Regions from separate parts of the Mus musculus genome. Here regions 1, 2, 3, 4, 6 and 7 are each linked to region 5. The links are chromatin contacts, called in public HiChIP or PLAC-seq and promoter capture Hi-C maps. All regions are on one chromosome and are shown on one strand. The core of a region is the stretch at or near the end of the contact, and the rest is flanking DNA. Distances in the headings are between cores, read along the strand shown.

The links. Promoter capture Hi-C pulls out the DNA fragments that hold promoters and counts their contacts. HiChIP or PLAC-seq counts read pairs in DNA pulled down with a chosen protein or histone mark.
Region 1: a promoter capture Hi-C map of the HPC-7 cell line shows a contact between it and region 5, with 4 times the contacts expected there. The contact joins the enhancer-like site here to the promoter of Akap1 in region 5. A contact is called at or near these places in 13 of 39 promoter capture datasets (the C10 cell line, the HPC-7 cell line, HPC-7-derived erythroid cells and 8 more), 5 of 115 datasets of contacts at active chromatin or transcription factors (acute myeloid leukemia, embryonic hindbrain, large pre-B cells and 2 more) and 1 of 9 other capture datasets (liver).
Region 2: a promoter capture Hi-C map of neural stem cells shows a contact between it and region 5. The contact joins the enhancer-like site here to the promoter of Akap1 in region 5. A contact is called at or near these places in 5 of 39 promoter capture datasets (the C10 cell line, cranial neural crest, embryonic stem cells and 2 more), 7 of 115 datasets of contacts at active chromatin or transcription factors (the SCID.adh cell line, acute myeloid leukemia, bone marrow-derived macrophages and 4 more) and 1 of 9 other capture datasets (liver).
Region 3: a contact with region 5 is called in a promoter capture Hi-C map of pre-B cells, with 2.9 times the contacts expected there. The contact joins the enhancer-like site here to the promoter of Akap1 in region 5. A contact is called at or near these places in 5 of 39 promoter capture datasets (the 3T3-L1 cell line, the C10 cell line, embryonic stem cells and 2 more), 6 of 115 datasets of contacts at active chromatin or transcription factors (embryonic forebrain, embryonic stem cells, epiblast stem cells and 2 more) and 1 of 9 other capture datasets (adipose tissue).
Region 4: a contact with region 5 is called in a promoter capture Hi-C map of pre-B cells, with 7 times the contacts expected there. The contact joins the enhancer-like site here to the promoter of Akap1 in region 5. A contact is called at or near these places in 15 of 39 promoter capture datasets (the C10 cell line, the HPC-7 cell line, HPC-7-derived erythroid cells and 9 more), 14 of 115 datasets of contacts at active chromatin or transcription factors (the NIH/3T3 cell line, acute myeloid leukemia, bone marrow-derived macrophages and 11 more) and 2 of 9 other capture datasets (adipose tissue and liver).
Region 6: a contact with region 5 is called in an H3K4me3 HiChIP or PLAC-seq map of neural tube, with 4 times the contacts expected there. The contact joins the enhancer-like site here to the promoter of Akap1 in region 5. A contact is called at or near these places in 11 of 39 promoter capture datasets (the C10 cell line, the SN4741 cell line, cranial neural crest and 7 more), 16 of 115 datasets of contacts at active chromatin or transcription factors (the 230-238 cell line, acute myeloid leukemia, bone marrow-derived macrophages and 11 more) and 2 of 9 other capture datasets (adipose tissue and liver).
Region 7: a contact with region 5 is called in a FOXA1 HiChIP or PLAC-seq map of pancreatic cancer cells. The contact joins the enhancer-like site here to the promoter of Akap1 in region 5. A contact is called at or near these places in 13 of 39 promoter capture datasets (3T3-L1-derived adipocytes, the C10 cell line, the HPC-7 cell line and 7 more), 12 of 115 datasets of contacts at active chromatin or transcription factors (bone marrow-derived macrophages, embryonic basal ganglia, embryonic forebrain and 8 more) and 1 of 9 other capture datasets (liver).

What each region holds. Positions count from the first base shown.
Region 1 is chr11:88,312,426-88,315,125 of GRCm38.p6, reverse strand. No RefSeq gene overlaps it. Among named protein-coding and RNA genes, the nearest start is that of Ccdc182, 20 kb to the right of the region's middle. Within about 2 kb of position 1,270, at least 23 of the 459 cell types and tissues checked have an H3K27ac peak or open chromatin away from gene starts, as enhancers often do. A contact at or near this core is called in the HPC-7 cell line, where this site is marked.
Region 2 is chr11:88,329,450-88,332,326 of GRCm38.p6, reverse strand. No RefSeq gene overlaps it. Among named protein-coding and RNA genes, the nearest start is that of Mir378b, 22 kb to the left of the region's middle. Within about 2 kb of position 1,311, at least 21 of the 459 cell types and tissues checked have an H3K27ac peak or open chromatin away from gene starts, as enhancers often do. A contact at or near this core is called in neural stem cells, where this site is marked.
Region 3 is chr11:88,130,765-88,133,490 of GRCm38.p6, reverse strand. The region is part of intron 1 of Cuedc1 (CUE domain containing 1); the gene reads right to left. Among named protein-coding and RNA genes, the nearest start is that of Cuedc1, 33 kb to the right of the region's middle. Within about 2 kb of position 1,395, at least 155 of the 459 cell types and tissues checked have an H3K27ac peak or open chromatin away from gene starts, as enhancers often do. A contact at or near this core is called in adipose tissue, embryonic stem cells and pre-B cells, where this site is marked.
Region 4 is chr11:88,234,246-88,236,945 of GRCm38.p6, reverse strand. All of the region lies in intron 1 of Gm38534 (a long non-coding RNA gene), which reads right to left. Among named protein-coding and RNA genes, the nearest start is that of Gm38534, 4.6 kb to the right of the region's middle. Within about 2 kb of position 1,450, at least 249 of the 459 cell types and tissues checked have an H3K27ac peak or open chromatin away from gene starts, as enhancers often do. A contact at or near this core is called in the HPC-7 cell line, the NIH/3T3 cell line, adipose tissue and 9 more, where this site is marked.
Region 5 is chr11:88,863,291-88,866,033 of GRCm38.p6, reverse strand. Akap1 (A kinase (PRKA) anchor protein 1) reads left to right here and starts at 1,448. Exons shown (of 11, transcript NM_001042541.1): 1 at 1,448-1,637. All of the region lies in intron 3 of 4930556N13Rik (RIKEN cDNA 4930556N13 gene), which reads right to left.
Region 6 is chr11:88,279,393-88,282,092 of GRCm38.p6, reverse strand. No RefSeq gene overlaps it. Among named protein-coding and RNA genes, the nearest start is that of Gm34366, 11 kb to the right of the region's middle. Within about 2 kb of position 1,417, at least 15 of the 459 cell types and tissues checked have an H3K27ac peak or open chromatin away from gene starts, as enhancers often do. A contact at or near this core is called in neural tube and pancreatic cancer cells, where this site is marked.
Region 7 is chr11:88,179,888-88,182,780 of GRCm38.p6, reverse strand. Cuedc1 (CUE domain containing 1) reads right to left here. Exons shown (of 11, transcript NM_198013.3): 4 at 174-300. Among named protein-coding and RNA genes, the nearest start is that of Mrps23, 23 kb to the left of the region's middle. Within about 2 kb of position 1,375, at least 182 of the 459 cell types and tissues checked have an H3K27ac peak or open chromatin away from gene starts, as enhancers often do. A contact at or near this core is called in bone marrow-derived macrophages, embryonic limb bud, pancreatic cancer cells and 1 more, where this site is marked.

The DNA.
Region 1 (2,700 bases), core at 21-2,520, 550 kb after region 5:
GGCAGAGGCAGATGTATCTCTGAGTTCAAGGCCAGCCTGGTCTATAGAGTGAGTTTCTGGACAGCTAGGGCCACACAGAGAAACCCAGTCTCAGGGGTGGTGGTGGGGGGAACAGACAGGGAAAGATGGATGAGAGGGTTGGGGGTGAGGAGCAGACAGGGAGAGAGCTTTGAGGGTAAGGAGACAACAGCCTCATCTACTCTAGATTTCCCACTTTGCTACTGCATCCCTTCAAACTGGAGAAAGCCAACCATTCTTCCTGTTTTCCAGGAAGAGCTTTTTGTTGGTTTCTGCTGTTAGATCTCATAGATTTCAGGGCAGGGCCTTGGCCTTTCCCACTGCCTCTGAGCTCTCTCTGATAGTGTACTCCCCCGAAGGCAGAGGAGCCTTCCGCTGCCAACCCAGTGAGAGAGTGAGCCCCTCTAGAATCTATGTGCTGGCAAGTAGCCATCGTGCAAGATAGAGGACGAGTGCCCGGCCTTACCCTCTGCTTTATCTTACTGAAAGGTCAGTGCTGTCACACCCAGGCTGAGAGATGACAGCAGATGCAGGGGGACACCAAGCCAAAAGATGAGGAGCAATAAGATGAGATGCAGGCTCTGTGTAACTATTAAACCCATTTATTTTCTCATTCAGCAGCCCCGCCTTGAGATCTGCTTCGGTCAAGGTGGAGGATGGAAAGCGACAACTCAACAAAAGATTTATGTTACTATTTTCACAAGCCACGCAGTATCTCTTGCAGCCACCATCCTGGGCCTGCTAGAATAAAAGCAGTCAGAAGAAGGTGTAAACAAGTGGATTTGGCTGAGACCTTCTGGGTTTCCCTAGCATTCTGAGCCACCTTAGTGCCAGGGCTCCTCGCGTGGCATGGAGTCTCTTTGTTCATGAGCCTTTTGCACCCATTAAGAACCATAGGCTTCTTTTTGATGTGCATTTTCCCTGCTCTTATTTATTTTCATTCTGTGTGTGAGTGTGTGTGTGTGTGTGTGTGTGTGTGTGTGTGTGTGCATGCATGTGTACATGTGTATGTGTGTGTGCGTGTATCTGTTTGTCTGTCTTTGAGTAAAGAGACCAGTTTCCTAGAAGAAAGGTAGGAGGTCCTCAGACCTGAGGCTTTGGGGGTCTAAATGCTTGGAAGATAGAGAGATTGTATTCACAACTTAAAACTCCTGTCCAAAATTCTTTGTTGAGCTGAACAAAACTATAGTCTCTCCGTCTCTGTGCCTCGGTGGTGAGGGCTCCTTTGTCTGATTAAGGGCTGTCAGGAGTGATTGATGGGCTCCCTCCGGACAGCCAAACCCGCTCTCCTCCTGACAGCGCCAGCGATAGCCGAGCGGAAACTGACCCCAGCTGACACACTCATCTTAAAATATCTCTGTTTCCCTACTGCCCAGATAAAATAGCTGTCACACTAAAAGTAAGGGCCCCATTGGGGGTTGGGGGGGGGCTAGCCTCTCCCAGGACTGGTGATGAAGGAGACTGTGATGTCAGGGTTCACAAAGACCAGACCACAAAGTTCCTGACAAACTGGCACTGGGTAGATTGTGTGCTGAGGAACAGCTCTGTGGCCAGATCTCGAGGCTGAGCCAGGACAAGCAAGACACTGTCACCAACAGCATCGAGGATCATTTACTGAGTGTGGACTGCATCTTGTTTTGGCTCTGTCAGAGCAAAGGACAATGACGCCAATACAGCCCTTCCCGGTGGCATCTTGCAATGGGCTGGCAGTGTTGACACTGGCCATTTCTGTGGCCTTTGTAGGGACAGGGGTTCCCAGCAACTATAGATCGGGTTTGAAATGTGTCCCCAAAAGTGATCTTTCCAAATCCTCACCCCAGTGTCTCATAACATGACTTTCTTTGGAGATAGGTTGTTGCTAGTGTATTTCTGATGAGGTCATCCTGCAGGGGTGGATCTGTATCCATGTGACTAGTGTCCTTAGGATAGACATTGAGATGGACATAGGAGGGCAGAATGGTGCGTGACAATGACAGCAGTCTGAAATGCCATTTCTGCAAGTGAGGAACACGGAGGAGTACCACTCCATGCTATGGGTGGCCAGTAAGCCCCCAGATACTGGCAGACATGAGAGAGAGTTCTCCTCACAGCCCACAATGCAATAATGATGGTGAGTGAACCCTGGGAGTTACTCTCCCCCACCCCACAAGTGCTCACAGACAAGTGAGGGCTACTGTTTGAAGACACTCCTCTTTTCATGGCTTTTGTTTGGTGTTTTGAGGCAGAGTCTTCCTCTATAACCCAGGTTGGCCTCAAACTTAGGACAAGCTTCCTGCCTGAGCCTTCTGGGGTGGAGTAGGGGGAGGTTTGTAGGCATGTGCTCCTACATCCACCTCAGAGGCTACTCTCTAGAGAGTAACTGGGGGCCAACCTGACAGGCCCAAGAATCCCATCGGAAAGCTGGTTTAGAAAAAACATAAGAGATGAAACGACTGTTTCCACACATGGAGAACCCTGGCTTCCTGAGGATGCTGGAGATGGCAAAGGAGCATGCGAGGCTCCTCTTATACAACAAAGAAACAGGTATGTAGGAAGCAGTTAGGATATGATGTCCCTTCCCACCTCTCTCCTCCTGAGACCTCTCTGTCCCAAGTGTAAAATAGAAATACTGCTTCCTTGCCAAGGAATGGCTAGAGGGATCAAGGCCACCCAGATGGCCTGGAAAAGATCACATACATGATG
Region 2 (2,877 bases), core at 62-2,561, 530 kb after region 5:
AATCTGAGTCTTCTGATTATATAAAGTAGAAATGGATCATATTGTCAATTTCCAGAGAACCTGAATTAGCTCCACCACACTTAATACTGAAACTATCCTGAAGATAATTTAATCTTTCTTTAATGATTCAAAAGGTGCTTTGAAGTCTTGCATTAATCAAAGTCGTGGTTATGAATATCAGAAGTTAATACCGACCAAAGGTAAAATGTCCGTGAAGAATTGGGTAGAGGAGATGACGGGGGCCAGCACAGGTGGCTGTCTGACAAGAGTACAGGTGCGACTTGCGTGTGTCAGTGGGCATGGGGAAGTGCGGGCTGATACAATTTCGCCTGGCTAATGCTGACATTGCCATATGCAAAGAACGGTACTCAAAAAAGTCAACCTCTCCTTGGCTCTCACTTGCTCCCATGATTCCCCGGGGGAATTTGGTCTTGGCCAAGTTGGACCTCATTTGGGCAGATTTAAATGATAGGAGAGGATGAGAAATATCCACTCCAGGAAAAGCCCAAGAGCCCAAACAGAATCCTCTTTTAAATGGACAGAAGTTTAAAGGATATGCTGAGAGGGGGCAAGAGCTGAAGAAAATTAAGTGAAGAAGCAACTAAAGTAAAGAAAGTGTGTGTGTGTGTGTGTGTGTGTGTGTGTGTGTGTGTGTGTGTGTGTGTAAAATGAGGATAACAACATCTCTATTAGGTTGTGGCGAGCTCTATGCAGCCCATGGGCTTTGCTTTAGACTCAGATTCAGGAATGTTTGCATTCCTCATCCTCAAATTCATGACGAGGTCTAAATTCCCAGTGTGGTGCTATTAGAAGGCAAAGGCTTAGGAGAATGAGTAGGTCATGAGGGTGGAACCCCACCCCCCAGAATAGGATTCGTGCCCTTATGAGATCCTTAGAAAGCTCCCACGTTCCTCTCCTGCCATGGGAAGACACAGCACAAAAACACTATCTGTAAACCAGAAAGCACGCTCTCACTAGACACCAGATGGCCATTTTCTTGACCTTGGACTTCCCAGCTACCCCTACTGCCTATCATTAAAGCCACCCAGACTATGGTGGCAGAACAAACTTGAGCAAAACTAAGTAAGGCTTTCTCTGAAGGTGAAGGATAGTTGTTAAGGCTTTTAAGCCACTTCATGAAAGATTTCCATCGCCTTTCATGGTACCTCTGAGTCACCCGGATGTATACATGGGGATAGGGAGTCAGGAATGAGAAGATGGAGCTGTCAGGGGAAGGTCCGCTGAGGGACTGGCACACTCCAAGTCCTCCAGAAGTGATTCTCGGAATCAGAGCCAGCTGGAGCTAGGCCAGCACCTCTGCCCTCACTCCCTGAGTCTGAGTGCCGAGCAGCTGTGTTTGCCGCCGCCGGGGTGTGCGGGCCCCTTCCCTCCTCAGGAGAAAAAGGTTGGCAAGCAAGGCTGCGCCTTCCAGCTGGGGATGGAAGACAGGATTGGGTTGTCACACAGCTGATACAGGAACCTAGGGAGAGAAGGGAGGACACCATTATCCATTCGGTGGTGTGACTGACTCTCTGGAACAGCAGACCAAATTTAATTATTTTTTTCTCAGAACCCAAATTCTATCCTTTCCTGCCCCTTAACCCAACCCGTCAGTGGTCTGTGTGATTCGACAGTTGTCTCAGGCTCTGCGGCAGGTAGTGGTCTGTCCCCTGTGTCCTCACAGAGATGCCTTCTCTGGTGACACAGTGGCTAGCAATGGTCCTCCCCTGTCTCCATCCATGCACCACAGCTGTCAGAGTGTGCATTCTGCCCCATGAGACTGCACCACCTCTCTGGGCTTTCTGGTGACTATGTGGTGACCAAAATGGCTTCCCACCATTTTTGGCTGGCTTCCCTTCCACCAAAGCCTCAAAAAAAACCCAGCCAACCGTGGGCTGAAAAAACCTGAAACCCAGAGCCAAAATAAATCTTGCTGGCTTTCATTTTTCCTGAAATGAAATGCATTTTGTCACCATGACAGAAAAACTGACTAGTATAAGGCAGACTCTGCCCAAATACTTACACATCCAAATGTGTACATAACAAAACACATTATTTTGTTATAATTGCTTTCTATTTCTTATTCATATTATGTGCTTTGCATTAGTGTACCTGGACAAAAGATTTTTGAAAATGTATGCCTTATGGCTTGACTGTGAAGTGTCCCCATAAGTTACATGTTAAGCTTCTTGGTCCCTGGCTGATGGCACCGTCTGGGACATTGTGGAACCTTTAGGAGACGGAGCCTCGCTGAAGGAAGCGGGCTTTGAGGTTTTATAGCCTAAGCTTGCCCTCTGCCCAATCTGTGGTTCCTAGACAACCAAGCAATCTCACCCACCTCCCACCAGCACAGCCACATACCACTCTGACCACCAAGCCTTCCCTGCAATCGTGGGTTGTACCCTCAGTGAGCCCAGGACCTGGGGTGTAATTCAGTTGGTAGGAGCAGGGAGAGCACTTGGCTGTCATTTACAGCGCCCTGGGTTTGAGCCCCAGCACTGCATAAACTGAGTGTGGTTGTGAGCTGTGGGTGCAGGAAACTAAACTTGGGTCTTTTGCAAGAGCAGCAAGCACTATTACCAGCCACGCCATCCCCTCAGACCCCACAAGCTTCTTACCAAGTACTCAGTTACAATGGGAAAAGGATCAACTAATATGATGTGTCCATCAATGACGTGTGAATTTTCTTTGAGGCTAGTAAAGAGAACATTAAATGCCTTTATGTAAAGAAGTGTTACGTCTTGTAGAGTTGAGAAACGTGGGCTCATTCAGTACCTGTCTGCTGATCCAGCCTCACGACCTATGCCTCTCGCCAACAACAAGGCTCCCTGGACCCCAGCATCTATAACACAAACCACCATGAACACGACAACGTGG
Region 3 (2,726 bases), core at 146-2,645, 730 kb after region 5:
CCAGCCTGGTCTACAGAGTGAGTTCCAGGACAGCCAGGGCTACACGGTGAAACCCTGTCTCGAAAAACCAAACCAAACAAACATATCAGACAAGAACATGGTTCAAAATGTTACAGGAAAGGGCTAGTTTCAGGCATTTGGTCCATTTCCTTTGTGCTTCACGCCTTGCCTGTCTGAAGACTCTCAGGCCCTCCACGGCTCTATTTTGAGGTTTGGCCACATCTCTGACATCATTCCCTAGCTACTAGGAGCAGCAGACTTGCTGCCTGAGATTCAGCTCCCTGTGGCTAATGCCTTGTTTCCCATTTGTCCTTGAGGAGCTCAGGTTGGTGTCGTTTCCTTCTTGGGGGGGCGGGGTGGTGCTCCATTGTCTCAAATAACGATAGGAAGAACCCTAGTACCTTTGCAGGTTTGAAATAGAAATGACAGACAAGAATACAGATCTTTTTTTGTGTATACAGTAGGAGCTTAACACAGGCAGCCGTGGCACTCTCTTGTCTTCCAAAGGCAGAGAGAGGTTGACATCCGTCCCTGGCCCAGGTATGCAATAGAATCATCTAAGGACTATTTTACTACCTACTACACACACACACACACACACACACACACACACACACCCCTTTCTTCCCCAACTCCTGCTTGTAAAACATCACACTATTTAGTTATTTTGCATGCATGTAGTGATCATGTAGGTGTGCATGCTATGGCCGTATGTGAAAGTCAGAGAACAGTTTTCAGGAGTTGGTTCTCTCCTCCCACCATGTGGATCCCTCAGGTTAAAGTCAAGTTATCAAGCTTGATGGCAGGTCCCTTTACCCATTACGCTACCTCATTAACCCTGGTCTTGTCCTGACCATCCTGTCCCAGTGCAGGGATTATATGTATACATCCCACATCTGATTTTTTTTCTCTTTAATACCAATGTCCATATCTTCTCCTTTTTCAGGGGATGAGTATGGGTCTTAGGAAACCAGTACATTTTAAAAAGCAATCTGGGAGAGTCTGGTATGCACCCATGGCTAAGAACTGTGGTCCACTTCAGCCTCTCAGCATTTTAATATCTACCGGGACCTCCTGGGAGTCTTCCTAGAATGTAGGTTGTGACTCTGCCTGTTGGGTGTGAAACCCGAGATTCAGCAATTCCAGTTATGGCCCAGGTGGTGCTAACACAGCTGCTCCACGGTCTCAGAAGAGTGGTCCCCAAAACTCCAGGCCATGGGCAGATGGCTAGAAAGCTTATCGCATTTGTCTCCGCTGCAACTTTGCAGCTCTCCCCAGCCAGACAGGAAACGGAATGCCTCCTAGAAGCAGCCAAGGACATGACCTCAGACTGAGGCTCAAAGATCGAGAACCGAAGCTTGTCCCCAGATGACTCTTCCTCTGGCTTCCTGTTGGCTTTTTGGCCACAACTGTGGTCACAAAGACACCAGCGAATGAGTAGCGAGTCTACCCTGTGTTCATAAAGAGTTGCCTTTCTCAAGAGAGCAAGGGAACAGGGGGAGAGGGAACCGGCCCTGGTTACTTTCACTTGGTTGAGTGGGGGTGGGGTGGAGACCATGGCCTGCCTTGGCAGGATATCCCAGCCACAAAAAGCTGGAGGAATCGTAGCTCCAGCAAGCCAGATGCCTCCCAAGCAAGAAAGCTGCCTGCCTGGGGTGGGACTGTTAAAAAGACACAGCTGAAAGGTTGCTCTGACCTGGGCGTAGGGGCCTGTGCCTTTGCTCCCAGCACTCAGGAGGCAGAGGCAGATAGATCTCTGTGAGTTCAAGGCCAGCCTGGTTTACATAGAGAGCTCCAGGACAGCCAGAGCTGTATAGTAAGGCCCTGTCTGAAATAAACAAACAACAAACAGAAGAGCTATGAACCATGAATGTCACTAAGTGCTGGGTGCCCTGCACACGCCGAACAGCTTGACAGAAATGTTTACATTTGATTTTCACATCAATGTTGCCAATCTGATACCTCTGTTTTCATGAACACACGGGGAACCTGAGGCTCCAGTAGTAAGTGGCAAGGGACTTACACAGGGCAGGCCCAGGATGGAATCCAATCCTACTCAATTCCCCCTACTCCAGTATATTGCTACTCAAAGCTTTTTTGTTGTTGTTGGTTTTTTTTTTTTTTTTTTTTTTTTTTTTTTTTTTTTTTCGAGACAGGGTTTCTCTGTACAGCCCTGGCTGTCCTGGAACTCACTTTGTAGACCAGGCTGGCCTCGAACTCAGAAATCCGCCTGCCTCTGCCTCCCGAGTGCTGGGATTAAAGGCGTGCGTCACCACGCCCAGCTACTCAAAGCTTTTAAATCTCTCAGTGGCTGAATTTACTGCCTCAGTGGAGTAGAGAAGAAAAGGGAAAAGTGTGTAGACTTCAACAGAGACGGGAAGGGGCTTTTTCTAATCACTATTAAACATCATCACCATTGAGCCTAACTAAAAGATAAGGCAGGTATCCATCTATTGTTGAAGACACCCCCTCCCCCCACCCCGAGTAGTTTCTAGAAACCAACTTCCTCTAGAATGGTGCTTCTCAACTCTCCTAATGCTGCGACCCTTTAATACAGTTCCTCACATGCTGGCAATCCCCAGCCGTAAAAGTATTTCGCTGCTACCTCATAACTGTAATTTTGCTACTGTTATGAATTATAATGTAGGTATCTGATATGTGACCCCCCCAAAGGGGTCAGGACTCACATGTTGAGAACAGCTGCTCTGGATAATGAGTAGCACCAG
Region 4 (2,700 bases), core at 201-2,700, 630 kb after region 5:
ATGTATCTTTCTCACTGCACTGTGAGCCTCTGGGTCAGGAATGTGGTTGGAAGAATGGTGTATCTCCAGCCCCCTCCATCCCTGGTCGTGTCCCCGAGAGTCCTCAAAATCACGAGACAAAGGGGAATTGGGTTTGCAGAGGGAATGATGGCTGCCTATCCACCGACCTTAATAAAATGGGCAGATTGGATTTGCTGAGCCCAGAGTTACCAGCACGTGGGTCCTGAAAAGGTGGGCAGGAGAGTCAGAGGGAAGTGTGACTATGGAAGAAGACCCAAGTGGTGTATATGAGAAGAGTCTGGCTTGCCCTTACAGGATTTGGAAGTGGAAAGAAAGTGAGGCCACAAGTCAAGGGATGCTAGAAGCTTAAAAGGACAAAGAAATTGATTGTCCCTTAGAACATATAGTGGGCCTGTCAACACCCTGATTTTAGCCCAGTGAGAAAGAACCCTTCCTCACCTCTAACCTACAAAGCCATTAAGATAATACATGTCTGCTGTTCAAGCCACAAAGTTGGAAGTAATTTGTTTTTGTGGTGCTTGGTGTTCGGAATCTAGGTTGTTCTGCACACGTGGTAGGCAAGTGCTCTACTTCTGAGCTACCTCCCCAGTCTTGAAGGCAAGGTTCTTGTTTACAGGAGCAGTTGGACAGTAACTTTGGAGGGACTTCTATGTCTCTGTCTCAGATGTATTCACAGCCACATGAAACCTGATTCTAGCTATGGAAGTGCTCGACCCATGCTTACTTAACGAAATTAGGAAATTACGTAGGCTCAACAGCCCTGCTAACAAACAAAAGAAAGTCTAGCATTAGCCTGTACTGACAGCCTGGTGCTCCAAGCGCCTTTGTTCTTCACAGCCTCTGCTCTCGCTATATAAATAAAGCCAGAGGACAAGGCTTCCTTCTGTGTTCCAAGCAATTTGCTTATGCGAGTGGGATTCCCGGGTCAAGAATGATGCGAGGTGTTTTTATGGTCCTTCACCCACTTAGCCAGCTTACTTTTCAGAGTCTGAGCCCGTGAGCTCATTCGTGATTCATGCAAGCTGGCGTCTCACTTTCTGACGAGCTCGGGCCCATGCGGGTTAGGGGGTGGATCAGAGAGCCTCATGCACAGCCCGTCCCTGAGCCCTGAACTTGTCCCTGCTCCATAGAAACTCTAAAGTTCTAACCCCTCAGACTTGAGGGAGGCGTCCGGCGTCCCTCAAAGAGCAAAGGTCCGGGTCACCATGCTGGTGGGGCAGGACGGACTTCGTGGTCACAAGGAAGGTTCCTTAGGGACAATACTGATGCAAGAGGGAGCAACCTGACACACCCCTAGTTAATTTTATCAGGGACTGCATCGAGAGCTTTTTTTTTTTTTTTTTTTTTTAAGAATCGCAAGAGACGGTCCAGTCTGCCTGTGTTGAGGAAGCTGTAACTTTCCAGTGCTCCTAAATAGTGAGCCTGGGAATTGCTGTGACTGACCCAGGGGGAGGAGCTGGTCTGACCCAGGGGGAGGAGCTGGTCTGACCCAGGGGGAGGAGCTGGTCTGACCCAGGGGGAGGAGCTGGTCTGACCCAGGGGGAGGAGCTGGTCTGACCCAGGGGGAGGAGCTGGTCTGACCCAGAGGGAGGAGCTGGTCTGACCCAGGGGGAGGAGCTGGTCTGACCCAGGGGGAGGAGCTGGTTTATTTAAAGACCTGACTTTATTTTTTTTCCTTCCTTTCCTTAGCAGTTTTAGCTTTCTTTTTTGTTTCTCTCTGTTTTAGTTGGAGTTTGGGTTTCTTGTTTGTTTGGGGCTTTTGTTTTTAATGAGTCCCTTGTTGACTGGGCTAATAAGAACATTCCAGAAGTGAGGATAAGATGGCTAATTTCTTTCCACCTGCTTCTAATCTATAGAGAACAAACCAACCCAAGGCTTTACCCTCCCTGAGGGCTTCTCAGTTTCAGGGAAAACGAAACATCCCCGTGACAACTTGGCTCCCCTGTCTGTCTCTCAGGAGCCTCGCAGTGCAGATGTTGGGAGACACTGCTCAAAACAGTGGACAGGTGGGTCTGTGGGAGTGGGGGTAACAGGCTCTTAAAAGGTCTGCAAGCAAAGGCTTCGGGGAGACTGGGCATCACTGTGCCAGGCTCTATCATGAATGACATCTAATGACCTGCCCTTGGCCTTTTTTCTTCCTTCCTTCCTTCCTTCCTTACTTCCTTCCTTCCTTCCTTCTTTCCTCCCTCCCTCCCTCCCTCCCTCCCTTCCTCCTTTCCTCCCTTCCTTCCTTTGGTTTCTACTCTGCCTCAGCTTGACATGATAAAATAGGGCGTATGAAACTGAGCTCTGTGGACAGAAGACCGTCCCTGAACAGTCTGGGACTCGGGCATGTCTGTTAACCACCAGGCTCTGCTAGTGAGCATCCGATCAGGAGAATTCTGGAATTCAGAAATCTTTACCAGTTCTTGGTACTAACCTCAAACGTCCCTTGTGACTTGGGGCCTTTGGTTCTAGGGGTTCAAGTTTTCCCTCTGGGAAATGCCCAAAACAGTCCCCGTTCCCTAGGGAGTGAGTACGGGGTATGTCAAAGGAAGACAGAAGAGCCAATATTATAAATCACCCCTCAAGTGGCTGCCTAAACAGAGCCAGTCAGACCCCGGACAGCTCCCTTTCCCTGCCCTCCACACACACCCTGACAGCATCCCACAGGCCTCCTGCCTCCCTGTGAGGCCTCAG
Region 5 (2,743 bases), core at 199-2,698:
CTCCAGTTCAAGAGGCTCCAACATCCTCTTCTGGCCGTCACAAGCACCAGGGACCCGAATGATAAATATACATGTATGCAGCTAACACTCATATGCATAAAAATAATCTTTAAAAACAATTTGGGCTGTGTACTTTGAGATCTCAACTCTGTAGCCCAGGGTGCTTTGAAATTGTGGTAATCTTCCCTCAGCTTTCCAAGTGCTGGCTCAAGAAATAAATGAAGCCGGGCGTGGTGGCGCACGCCTTTAATCCCAGCACTTGGGAGGCAGAGGCAGGTGGATTTCTGAGTTCGAGGCCAGCCTGGTCTACAAAGTGAGTTCCAGGACAGCCAGGGCTGCACAGAGAAACCCTGTCTCGAAAAACCAAAAAAAAAAAAAAAAAAAAAAAAGAAAAAGAAATAAATGAGTTAGACAGTAGATACTCAAAATTATATTCAGTATGCATAGTCTCTTTTTAAAACTTAAAATTCACATTTGATCACCAGTGAAGATTTTTCCCAAGTAATGGTTGGTTCTTAGTATGGTACCTTTCCTATATTTCGTTCAAAAAATGTGCACTGAAAGTGCCCTGTAATGCCAACACTTAGGGAGGTGGAGGCAGGAGGATCAGGAGTTCAAGGTCAACCTAGAACTTCCCAGCTTGAGGCCGTGAGACATGAGACACAGTCTCAGAATATCAAAATAAATAAGCAAGTAAAGGAAAGTGCCTAGGTTTTAAGGATCAGAGCTGGGCTGGTTGGCAAGTGGAACCTCCGTCGGATACAATTATCTGCAGGTAGTTTGGTTTTCTCAAGTCGTTGGGGGAGGCAGTGACTCATGGTGACCATTTCTTCGAAGGCAAACTTTGCAAAACCCCAGATCATTTAGAGAAAAGCCCCTTCGACATCACTAAAGTTGCGAAAATGAGAAATCAACTTGCCCTTGAGGGCTACACAGTATCCACATTACTGATCAACCAATGGCCACCTATTATACTCGAAAAGCTATGCTATGCTCGCAAGGTTACGGGAAAGCCAGATTCCTAGGCAAGGGGAACAATGTAGCATCGTCCCTCACCAGCCTCAGCAACCTTTTCCAGGAGAGGCACCATCCCAAGGCAGGAACCTGCCTGACACCTCTCCCCGGAGAAGAAGCAGAGACCCCGTGCGAGCCAAGTTCATTGTGCCGAGCACTCAGACACCAGGAACCCACCCCAGCCCGAGTGTGGGACGTAGGGGCCATCTCCCATGCCCGCCGTGAATATTGTTACTCTCGCGAGAGCGCCAGCAAGGCGGGCCCGTACAGCTCCGGGATGTCAGCGGAGAGCTCCTGACCGCGCCCCTCTTGGCGCAGCTGGGAGAGAGGCGCGCGCAAGTCGGGGGAGGGAGCGGCCGATGGCGCGCACGCGCAGGAGAGCGAGCGGGCGAGGGGGGCACGCCAGGGAGCCGAGGGCGAGGGGCGGGGCCTTGCGTCGCGCCGCGGGCACGTCGTTGCGCGTCCTCAGTATTTAATGTCTCTGTGTTCGCCCGGCCTGGGCTAGCACGTGGGGGAGCGGCCGAAGCGCCGTGCAGCGCTGCGGGGCAGGGCCGCTGGACTAGGTGGGGGGCCAGGGGGCGGTGGCGGGAGGATTGAGTGCCTAGACGGTCGCCCAGGAGCAGGTAAGTGACGGCTGGCACGGGCACCCGCCCGCCGGGCCCGGAGAGAGAACGAGTTGGGGTGATGGGGAGCCTGGGGTGCAGGTGCAGGGTGCGACGCGCGCGCCAGGTACTCCGGGGACCGAGAGCCTTGTGCACCGCGCCTGCTGTCAAGCGGGCGGGTCTGTGCCTTGATGACCCGCGCGCCCCGCTGGTCTTTCCCGGTCCCAGGGCTGCTGCTGACAGATCGCGTGCGCTGAGCTCGGGGCGCTGCTTTAAGCCGCTGCTTTCCCCTCCCATCCCCCCTCACGTCACTGGCCTCTAGGATGGAGGTGAGGGCGCAATTCCCCGGGCGCTCCGGTGCGCCTCAACTTTCCCAATGCTGGCTCACCCTTCTGGGTAGCCTGCCCGAGCGCGTCCCAACCAAGGTCGTCTAGTCTCGCTAGCGTTTACTTTTCAAAGGTCGTGTGTACCCAGTTTACGCGTGGAGAGGAGGCACTGGGGCGGTCTCTGCCAAGGACCCAGTGCCCAAGGCGGGAGAGGAGGTCCTTGGGGACCCCTTCCCTTCCTAACTTTCTAACTGCTGGGCCCAGTTGACTCTGGGTTGGCCCGGCAGTGGTGGCAAACCGGAGCAGGAAGACACAATTCCTGGAGTTCAGTGCCGCGAATTATTGGAGCGGACTCTGCCGTTGTAGCGGGGAGAATGGGATGCAAGACAGGTCCCAAACCTTTTGGCGGTGGAGAGACCATAAGACCAATTAGGATCCGGAGGTCGTGAGCTTGGGTGTCCGAAGGGAATTAGAGTTTGTGGCCCCATAAGCATGTCCTAAGAGGTGGGAGACCTCTAGCTAGAGGTGCCCGCTGACTTCTTGCGGGGGTGGGGAGGTCCAGGGTCACGTGTCGCGCCCCACCTTTCTTTCCGTCCCAGGACAGTGATCTGGAGGGACTTTGCAGGGGTCATGGGGGGACTTTGCCAGGGTTATAGGTAAAAACCTGCGTAGAGAAGCCTCCATACGCGTAAAGGAGCCTACATTCTGGTGTCAACTACTGCTGTGTCCTATCTTTTCCTGTTTCCTTTCTCCGGGAGGGAAGGTGCTGATAGTCAGGGGCTGTGCAGAAGGGACCTCTGA
Region 6 (2,700 bases), core at 168-2,667, 580 kb after region 5:
TAACTCCAGCACCGGGGCATCTAACAGTCTCCTCTGGCCTCTGTGGGCACCAGAAGACACATACACAAAAATAAAATTAAGTGTTAAAGAGTACATAATATTCTTGCAAAGGACCTACGTTTGGTTCCTGGAACCCACACCAGGTGGCCATAGCTGCCTGTGACTCCAGCTCAGCAGAGTCTGGCGCCCTCTTCTGGCCTCCAAGAGCACCTGCACTCATGTATACACATCCACAGAATTCAAATGTTTTTCAAAACTTAAATACACCTTTTTAAAGAGAAATTAAAAAAAAAAGCCAGTAACCAGAAAGAAACATTCAAAGGACCCCCTAGTCTTCCTAAAGGGAGAAAATTTGGAAATTTTTCCAGAAAGCTAAGCTAAAAAGGCCCAATCACTGCCAAGTATGAGGTGGTTGTGATAATTAATTGGCACTGTCAACTTGTTTGGATGCACAGTCGCCATGGAAACACACTTCTGAGCATGTCTGTGATGGTGTATCCAGAAAAGTTATCCGGCTTCAGCCTGAGTGTGGGGCAGTGCGAATCTGCATGCTGGGGTCCCAGACTAACGACAGAGAGAACTTAAAGCAGGCATTCATCTCTTTCTGCTTCTTGACTTAGGATGCTTCCGTCAGTCTCCTGTCCCAGGCCTTCATTATGGTGAGGGACCGAATCCCTCTCAGCTGTGAGCTGAAACAAAACCTTCATCCCTTAAGTCACTATGGGGTATATTGTTTGCAACAACCACAAAGTAACTAACACAACCTTGTTGATATCCCTGAAGTCAGGCAGCTACCTCCTCCTTCTCTCTGAATGTCATATGAAAGCCAGCTAGGTGTCCATTCATAAACTCCTCCCAGTTCAGTGGTTCTCGGTCTTCCTAAGGCTGTGACCCTTTAATACAGTTCCTGGTATTGCGGTGACTCCCAGACATAAAATTATTTTCATTGCTACTTTATAACTGTAATTTTGCTACTGTTACAAATCATAATGCAAATGTTTTTAGAGAGAGGTTTGCCAAAAAGGTCACAACCCTCGGGTTTGTTCTAGTTCCTCTGCTGGGGGCATCTAAGCTAGACCCAAAGACCAGATGCTCCCACCCAGCCTATACTCTTATAAACCCAGAATATGCAGTGGCTTATCCCAGAAGGGTTCACAAGCCATGCTTGTCCCTACAGTATGCCTTGTTGGGTTCCTTGCACTATGGGATGGAGACGTCAAAATGATCACACTAGCTGGGACCATCAATTCAGCAGCAGTAGCTGAGGGCCATGTCACTTATGTGATCCAGGGCTCTAAGGCGATGAAAAGGCTGGTCTCTAGGAGACGTGTAAACAGGGTCCTGTGGGCTAGGCACTTGGCAAAGCCCATGCAACACAAAGGTGCCAGGCCCCTCCCTGGACACAGCCTCTTAGGAACAAAGCCTTAGAAATCAATCAAGCCTTCAGGACGAGCCATTCTGTGTGAACAGATCTCCGTCCTCCCTCTTCCCACTGGGGGAGGGCAGAGTTCACATCAAACGTCATTAATCATCTTCCTGAGGGTGGGGGCTTATTGGACAGTCCTATTAATCAGAGGCCTATCACACCCACAGCCTGGCTGGGTCGCCATTGTCCTGTTCCTCACCTACGCTAGCGAGATTAGATTATCAGTGACAACTGAGACACCCTGTGAGTCACAGGAAGGCTGCAGAATAGGGTGGCTGCTATTTATTATTATTATTATTTATCCTCCTGGTTTGAGGATAAGCCGTTTCTTGTCTTGTCACGTTGCATCCTTTTCTTCAGAGAATCGGCTTTAAGAATCCAATTTGTCAAACTGGACAATCATGGGCAAATCCACAAAACAAATTTAAAAAAAAAAAAACCTTAGCGACTTTATTTAAAAAAAAAAAAAAAAGATAAAATAAAGCAGAAGGATTAAATGGGGCCTGAAAGGATTAGAAAATAACTTGTATTTGGCAACAATTAATCTCTGAAAAGCAGGGGCTCTGTGAAAAGGAACCGACAGAGGCACCCAGAAGGAAGGCTGGGGGTCCACGTACCCGTTCATCACCGGTATTGCTGGCTTCCTAGAGCAGTGGCTTTCAACCTGTGGGTCACATCCCCTTTGGCAAACAGTAGCAGAACTGCAGCTACGAAGTAGCAACAAAAATAATTGGGGGGTGGGGGGTCACAATAACATGAGGAACTGTGTTAAAAGGTCACAGCATCAGGAAGGCTGAGAGCCACTGGTGTTGAGAGAGACCCAGTATAGACCTGGGGTCAAATAAGTATGGAACACTTCCAGGCTTTCTCTCAACTCTCCCAATGAGCAGTAGCCTTACACCAGAGTCGTCCCCAGACCCCATCTCCCCACTGCACCCTCAGTCACTCAGCCCAAGGTGAGTCCTGAAGCCCAGGAAACAGTCAGATGACTCCCTTAGGCCCAGGACCTAGTGGCCACGGAACCAGAGGCTACCTATGCAGATGTCTTCCAGGCCAAGAAGAGTGAGAATCCAGAGCCAAGCCCAACACAGAAGCAGGGCTCCAGAAAAAAGCAAGAGAGACTTCAGTGAGCACCCTTCTCATCAGCTGCTTCCTGGTGAACTGGAGGGCGGGAATTCCAGCCTGTCAATCACCCAGGGCACATGAGGTTTGGGACAGTTGAGGTTTTATGTGAATACTTTTCAAGTGTTGGCAACCTAGTCAAATACACACAC
Region 7 (2,893 bases), core at 126-2,625, 680 kb after region 5:
GAGGCTGTAGGTTTGCCTTTCTTTCCTTACAAATTCTAATCCACAGAAGCAGCCCAGCCTGAGCTTGAAAACCAGGAAGTAAAACTGGCTGGTACAGACCATGACAGATGTAGCCCAGGAGAGATGCTGGACAGGCAGGCAGGTAGGGTGGAGGTTCGAGGGCAGCCTCTTACCTGAATGCTGTCCATCTGCTGGGGAAGGATTCGGAGGAAGTCATCCGGGAGGCTGCCCAGCAGGGGTGGGTTCCAGTTTCTGTAGCGTCTCTGGCTTGCAGGTTGTCCGGAGCCTGGGACATCAATCCTGGGGGATGAGAGGTAAGGAGAGCAGGGCATAGTCAGGCTTAGCCATAGCTCTGTTGGCCCATCCCAGGCCCTTGGGCAGATGGAGATCTTGCTCAGAGTATCCAGTGCCTACACCGCTTTCTGAACAAAGGTGCAGGCATGCATTCTGCTGAACGAGGGAAACAGCAGACCAAGAAGGAAGGCAGCCAGTCAACATTGCAGACTTACATACGGACTTTCTGAATGTCCCCTACAGACTGGGGGGTGGGGGGTGGGGGTGGGGTCAGACATTTCTGTGCTATGTCCCTAGCTGGCACAGTGCTGGACTGTTAAATAATAGCGATCACACCCCACACACCCCCAACAGCAGACAAGTAGCCTGCCGACAGCCCGTTCTGTCCTCGTTTGTTGAGGCGGGAGCTCCCTGAGATTCCTGGACAATAAGCAGGTCTGAGTTCACATTCTGGCTCAACTATAGCCAGCAAAGGGGAGGGAACATTGAGGAGCCCCTGGTACTTTGTTATAAATTCTAGATCTTGCTGCTCTCCTGCCCAGGTACTAAGACACTCACACACACTTTCACACACACACACACACTCACACATATACATACACACACTCACACATATACATACACACATACTCACACACACACACACTCTCACACACTCACATACTCACACATACACACTCACACACACATATACACTCACAGACACACACATATACATACACATACACACACATACACATACACACTCACGCACACATACACTCACACACACACATACTCACACACACACTCACACACACACATCCCCATGAGCTGCAGCTTGAACAGATGGAGCCCAGAGTTAGGGTCTTGTTCCCAAGGGGTTCTATGGGGCCTCTCTTCCCAGACAAGGTGTGTCTGTGCTAAGCAGCCAGGACAGGAGAGGACCAAGGGCCTGGCTGCCCTGACCCCAGGCTCTATCCCAAGCCCAGGCCCGAAGGAAGCCTGGAGCTGGGCCAGGAGCTCCAGGACTCCCCAGCAGCCTGCTGCGTGGCAACCGCAGGACACGTGTCCTGCTGAATCAGGGAAATGACACATGGAGAAAGCAGGCGGCGGGGAGGTGGTGGGGGCCATGCTGGGCTCGGCCTGGCTTTGATTTGGCCTCCAGCTCCAGGAATCCCTCCACCCCCTCACTGGAGGGGAGCTTTTCCGTCTGCCGCTAACTTGTGGAAATAACTTCCTTTCCTTTTTCTATTTTGGGCTGGTGGCCCGGTGGGTACGAGGGGAGGGCTGAGGGGAGGGTGGGGGCAGCAGCAGACGGATAACCAGCTGCTAAGTGCTAGGGGGAGCTCAGCTCGAAGCCAGAGACACACATGGATATCCAGAGAGGCGCCTGCAGGGGAGCCCAGGGCTCGGTCTCCTCCACATTGCTCTGCCACTTATGTCCCTGTCCCAAGCTCTGGTTCCCTCCCAAGGCCCATCTGTCAGTCCCACAGACACCACTTCCAGCCATAATGGAAGAAGGCTTGTCTAGGCTTCGTTTGGGGCAAGGTAAACACCCCAACTCAGTTATATCTGGAATCCACCCAGACTGCCCAGGGAGAGTCCAAACTCTGACTAAGACCCTTCTAGCTTTTGTATTTCTGGGATGCCCAGGGGATGAGGGTTGACATGGGGAGAATTCCTTTTCTTCCAGAGTCTCCCGGGCTGCTGGGCACGGGTCCTGGAAAGTCCATCAGTCATCCTCCTCCGAACCCTGGGGTGAAGTCATCCTCAGCTGCCTGACTGAGGGAGGGGGCCAGCCCAGGGCAGGCAGCCCGGCAACTCCATTATGGTTGGAAAGGAATGGGAGAAATGAGCTGCTGAGGTAAAACAATTTCCACACAAAAACAGCAGGCGGCCTGTGGAGGGGCCTCCTGGGCTGCTGGGACTCAGGCAGATGGAGAGAAGAACCCAGCAGCAGTGGGGGAGGGGAAGGAGACCGAGGCCAAGAGGATCTTCAGGTACTGAGTCCCTGGAACCCCTAGACTTGAATTTCAGGCTGAGGTGGATGATGACGTCATGTGTAACCACAGGATGTTGGACCACCTACCTGGCTGGGAAGGATCTCAGACATGCGCCTTTCCAGAAAGGGGGGGGGGGTTAGTGGAGTCTGGACGTGCAGCCCACGTGGGCGGGACCCTGTCACAGGTCACTAAATGATGTAGCTGCATCATTCAGGCAAAACCTAAGCAAAGGACCCTAGCAGATGGGCCTGCGTCTTTGGATCCTGCGGGACAGTATCTGAGCTCTGAAACTGTCCTGTTACCAGGCTCATCCCAGGGACATGGTGACAGAAAGGGACCAGACCACTAGCTTCTCTCAAACCTAACCTTCAGCGGCCAAAGATTTTTAGAATACCAGTCTACCAGTGCCCTGCCGTGGTATAGTCCCACGGAGTCTCCTGTAGTTGCAGGGTAAGGTGTGTGTGTTCTTTGGAAGCTCCACGGAGCCCCCATGACCGACCCATGTTCCTCTCTGCTCACTGATGAACAGCTCCTCGAGATGGCCCCCCTCCCTGCTTCTCCTGTGCGTACACCACTCCCTCTGTTTAGAACAGAGTCCTGTCCTCAGTCTCACT